Linked DNA regions of Anas platyrhynchos: region 1 is linked to region 2. The links are chromatin contacts, called in public Hi-C maps. All regions are on one chromosome and are shown on one strand. The core of a region is the stretch at or near the end of the contact, and the rest is flanking DNA. Distances in the headings are between cores, read along the strand shown. Region 1 holds the start of FAR2 (fatty acyl-CoA reductase 2). Region 2 has its middle 56 kb from the start of SLCO1C1.

What was found. Hi-C and Micro-C count contacts between places; a contact is called where the count stands out from the background.
Region 1: a Hi-C map of skeletal muscle shows a contact between it and region 2, with 1.7 times the contacts expected there. The contact joins the promoter of FAR2 here to the enhancer-like site in region 2. A contact is called at or near these places in 2 of 8 Hi-C or Micro-C datasets (skeletal muscle and subcutaneous adipose tissue).

Annotation. Positions count from the first base shown.
Region 1 is chr1:68,971,390-68,974,089 of IASCAAS_PekinDuck_T2T, forward strand. FAR2 (fatty acyl-CoA reductase 2) reads right to left here and starts at 1,430. Exons shown (of 14, transcript XM_038186108.2): 1 at 1,276-1,430; 2 at 807-1,134. It overlaps LOC106016238 (a long non-coding RNA gene), which reads left to right and starts at 1,610. Exons shown (of 3, transcript XR_011806654.1): 1 at 1,610-1,702; 2 at 2,339-2,392; 3 at 2,534-2,700.
Region 2 is chr1:68,803,473-68,806,172 of IASCAAS_PekinDuck_T2T, forward strand. No RefSeq gene overlaps it. Among named protein-coding and RNA genes, the nearest start is that of SLCO1C1, 56 kb to the left of the region's middle. Within about 2 kb of position 1,344, at least 3 of the 8 cell types and tissues checked have an H3K27ac peak or open chromatin away from gene starts, as enhancers often do.

The DNA of each region.
Region 1 (2,700 bases), core at 180-2,679, 170 kb after region 2:
TTTTTTGGGAGGTGTGCATGGGGGGAGCTGTAGCACCGCCCTACCCAAGGCAAAGCAGCGCAGGGACCTCTCACGGCGCTCCTCATTCATAGGGCTGCACTCCACCTTTAACTTTCCCAGGAAGAAGCGGGGGCATCAGCTGGGCAGGGACGGGCCAGTGCCGCCGTTTCTCCCCAGGGCATCGCCCGTCGCTGGGGGCCTCGCTCCCAGCCCGGCCCGGCCCCCCCCAGAGCCCCGGAGCTGCAGGCGGCCCGGCCCCGCCGCCCTCCCCGCTTCCTGAGCAACACCATCCATCCGCAGCCTGGCCTCCTCGTCCTCTCCCCCACCTCATTTCTTTTTCTTATCTTTGTTATTATTATTTTTGCTTCTTCCCCATGCCCCGCGGCGGGTCGTTACCTTCAATTACCGCCCTTCCCACCAATTCGCGCCTCCAGACCGCTGCCCCCACCTCCCTTAGCACGCAAGCAACTCCCGGTGAAGGAAGAGGAGAGAGGAGAAAAGAAAAAAAAAAAAAAAAAAAAAAAAACGGAAAAGAAAAAATACAAACCTCTCCTCCCCTTCTGGGTTTGATACTATATATCCGGCCGGGGGAGGGAGGAGCAGCGCGTCTGCTTTGCCTTTCCTTTCGGAGCCCACTGGGGATGCGGAGCGGCTCAGCCCACGGGGGCCCCACTGCAGCGGGAACCGCCGGGAGGAAGCAGCAACTGGAGCCGCGTTTTGTAGTGCCGTAGGGCACCCGAGCAAACCGCAACAGTCCTCAAAGGGCAGGCGAGAAAAGGCTCCCACCCGCAGCCCCCTCTCCTTACCAGGATCCTGGGGCTGCGCTGCCGGCTCCGCCGCCTCCGCGCAAACCCGGGACGCTGCAGGGCGAGCGAGCTGCGGCGGCTCCTCAGCGCCTCCCCGAGCCCCTGCCCTGCCCTCGTCGTCCTCCCTACCCGCCTGGCACCGGCAGGGAGCGGGCGGTCGTGATTTGCGGAAGGCAGGGCTGGGCTGCGGCCCCCGCACGGGAGGGGAAGGGGAGGAAGCCGAAGGCTTCACAAATCCATGGCGAAGGGGCAGGGCAAGTGGTCCCCAGGCTTTCCTTCGAGGGTATTGCACCTCCTTCCCTCGTCGCTTTAAAGTCAGTACGTTCGGCTGTGTTTTTAAAATGATGAGGAAGAATGTTGCACAGAGGGATAGCTATAAAATCAGCACATTAACTACACAATTCGTGTAGTTAAAACACGTTTAAAAGCCGTTTGGGCTTTTAAAAACAAAGACCAAAACACAACATACCTACTCAGCCATGAATCCTGTTCTCGCTTCAACTACTGAAGATACACCTCCAGAAAGATCTTTTCAACCCAAGGGATAAACTAGCGAGAAGTGATGCTTTTATATCACTTATCACACAGTATGTAAAAGCATTAATTATTTTTACAAGATTGATTTCATCTAATTACTATCTTCAACTTATTAGCAGTGAAAAAAGCCCCAGAGAGGTTAGGCAAGATGCTTATTGATGAGTAAATTAGTATCACAGCAGATCTCCAAACACAAAGGAATTAGGTGCTATGCCCGCAGCTGCAGTTCATTGGTACCAACCTTCATCCTTTAGATGATTAAAGGCTGCAGGTGGCTGACATTTCCATGAGAGCTTCCCAAGCATGTGTTTGTGTACCTTGGCACTAGTAATTAAGCCCTAGGACTAGCTCCAAAGCAGGTAGGCTTTCATGCTTTCACCTTATTCTCCTCCATGTTCTTACGATACACATCCCTCTACTCCAAATGCAATATTGTGCTGTAACCTGTGCATAGGGCTAAATATCCTGGTTGTCCAAAACAAAAGATCTGCATCAACAGCTTTCCACACCACACTTGCAGAGCTGCTGCAGGGTTATCTGTGTGGGGTCAGATAGAGCTGTTCAGGGAATTCATTTTATGAAAAAGCATATGATGCAGGGTACATTGACAGCATCCCTTATATAGATGGAAGATAGACTGCTGCTTGCATAAATAACTAGGTGCTATCTCAGTAGCTTCCACAGAAGACTGGAAGCTCTGTTTTGTCTGTTTTGCTTTTTTTTTTTTTTTTTTTTTTTCCCCTCTCTCCTTGAAAGGAAAAAGAACCTACAAATTACATCAAAGAATTTCGGGATTAATTTATCAGAAATGTAGTGGGAGGGACCTTCCAAGGAAAGCAAGGTAAGAAACTACCAGAAGTGGTTCTTACCCAAGGAAGTCACAGCTCTTTGCAGAAAGTGACTGATGGTATCTCAGATAACTCTGGGTAAATAGAGTTTTGGTTGCCTACATACTTCTCTGGCATATTCTTTAACATAAACATCTGCTTCAACAGACTGGACAGACCTCTGCCTAATTGAAAAATATGTGGCACCAAAATGAGGAACAGGTAGGCGAATGTGAATTAATATATAGGCAATCTGAAGTGGCTTTGTTGAAAGAGTTATCTAGGAGTCTGGAAAAATAACCATAAGGAAAGTTTCTGAGAAGCACAGAATTAGAGACAACTGTCATTTGTTTTGTCTTTCAGATTACTGAACAGAGAGCTTGATAAGCATCATTTTTGCAGAAACCGTATCAAGAGGCGTTACATGGGAGACAAAGTACTTTCAAATCTACAAACTTAGAAGATCCTTTGTGAACTTGGGAAAAATTGAGCAGGCTTGATGAACTGTTCACAACTAAAAGCCAGTTATA
Region 2 (2,700 bases), core at 94-2,593:
TACCTGACCCACTCTTGAGAAGTCTGCTGCTTACCAGGGCTCGTATCAGAGCTGTCACCAACACAATACCAAGCGTGGTACAGCCTAATGACTATTAGCCACTCTCCAGAGAGTAAGTCAGCTTAATCAGGGGCCCAACTCAAATACCTCTATGCTAATGCACTTAGCATGAGGAATAAACAAGAGGATTTAGAGATGTATGCACGTTATAGGGCTGTGGCCTCATTGATGTTACAGAGACATGGTGGGAAGGCTCCCATGACTGGAGTGTTGGAATGGAAGGATGCAGGCTCTTCAGCAAGGACAGGCAGGGAAGATGAGGAGGGGGCATCACTTTCTAAGTCAGTGAGCACCTGGAGTGCATGGAGCTCTGGTTGGGGATGGGTGAGGAGCAGACAGAGAGCAATCCTTATGGGCAAGGATTAAAGGGAAGGTAGGGACAGTGACATTACAGTGGAGGTCTGCTACAGGCCACCTGACCAGGAAGAATGAGCGGCTGAGTCCCTCTGTAGACAGATAGAAATAGCTCGTGTTCACAAACCCTGGTTCTCATGGGGGCCTTGAATCACCCTGGTATCTGTTGGAGGGACAGCACAGCAGGGCATAGGCAATCCAGGAGATTCCTGGAATGCACTGATGGTAACTTCTTTCTCCAAGTGTGTCCTGGTTTCAGTTAGCACAGAATTAATTTTCTTCCTAGTAGCTGGTGGAATGCTGTGTTTTGGCTTAGGATGAGAAGAGTGCTGATAACACCCTGATGCTTTAATTGTTGCAGAGCAGTGCTTATACTAAGCCAAGGACATCTCAGCCTTTTGCTCTGTCCTGCCAACGGGCAGGCTGGGGGTGCAGTAAGAGCTGGGAGGGGACAGACCCAGGACAGGTGACCCAAACTAGCCAAAGGGGTATTCCATACCATCTGACGTCATGCTAAACAATATATAGGGGTGGCTAGCCGGGGGGAGGGGGCCGGACTGCTCGGGGTTAGGCTGGGCATCGGTCAGCGAGTGGTGAGCAATTGCATTGTGCATCACTTGTTTGTACATACTATTATTACTTTCCTATTATCACCATTGTATTATTATTGTTATTATTTTATTATTATTTTGTTATTATTATTTTCCTGTCTTATTAAACTGTCTTTATCTCAACTCACGGGCTTCACTTTCCATTTCTCTCCCCCGTCCCAGAGAGGGAGGGGGGAGGGTGAGCGAACGGCTGCGTGGTGTTTAGCTGCCGGCCGGGTTAAACCACGACACAAGTGACAGAGGATACGATAAAGAGAGGTGCTATGTTTGACCTCATTCTCCTTGTTGAGGAGGAGTTGGTGGGGAATGTAATGGTCAAGGGCAGCCTTGGCTGCAGTGACCATGAAATCATGGATGCTAAGGGCAGCAAGGAAGGCACACGACAAGTTCACTACGCTGCACTTTGAGAGTAGACTTTGGCCTCTTCAGGGATCTTCGTGGTGGAATATCATGGGGCAAAGCCCTGGAAGGAAGAGGGGCCCAGGAAAGCTGGTTAATATTCAGGGATCACCTCCTCCAAGATCAGAAGCAATGCAGCCCAACAAAGAGGAAATCTGGCAAAAACACCAGGAGGCCTGTATGGAAGAACAAGGAGCTCCTGGCCAAATTCAAGCAGAAACAGGAGGCCTACAGACAGTGGAAGCAAGGGCAGGTATTCTGGGAGGCATGTAAGGATATCTTACTGAGATTTCCACCTACAGGTAATAAAAGGCTGTTTGCCTTGCATCTTCACATATGATATATGGGCAAGGTTTAATCCCACCTGATGAGCCATCTACCACATATTACCATCTTAAAATAATTTCCATGTTCAGACAGATTTTTTTTTCCTGCTATCTTTATAATACTCAACTACTATAATTTTATCCAGTATTTTATTACGTTTTTCAGTAATTAATGTTTGTAAGTAATATTCAAATTTTAGTTCTTTGAAATAGTTTTTGTTGTTTCTGTCCTTTTTCTAAAACTTGTTCCTTAAACAACTTTGGTTCTGAATTCATGTTGGTGATTTAGTATAATTAGTAGAATTAGTGCCCAGGTGAGGACCTGTCCTTCCATCTTTGCTAGGCCGGGGATGTAAAGATTGTTCCACTTGTTTAGCTGAATAAGAAAATGTGGACTTCATGGATAAATCATGTAACTGACTCTCTTTGCTAGGAGGAATGGGTTGTAATATTATTGTGTTGTAACAAAATGAATTTTTGTTCTCTGCAAGGTAAATGGTTCTTATATATATATGATAGATTAAATGTAATTTTTACACTACTAAATTTATGAAAAAATAGCAGCACAACTGTGGGCAGAAAAAGAGGGGAATGTGATAATCTGTTGTAGTGATGACTGAACTGAGTCAGACTAGTTAATCTTACAGTTTGTAGAAGTTTTACCAGAGAAATGTGGGGTCAGAATGAGTAGTTCCTGCTATGAATATTTGATTTTTAATTTGGAATCATAGAATGATAATATATATTCTGTAGGCTAAAAGATGTTATAGAACACAATTAACATTCTTGCAGTTGTGCCTTATAAAGGCCTAAAGGTTTAGGTTACTAAAATTCACTGTGCTGAAGGTAATTCCACTCTTATATAAGAATATACTTTTTTAATTGTTTCATTTTAGAATGATAAATATGTGAACATCCATGAAAATATGTATCACAGAATCACAGAATGG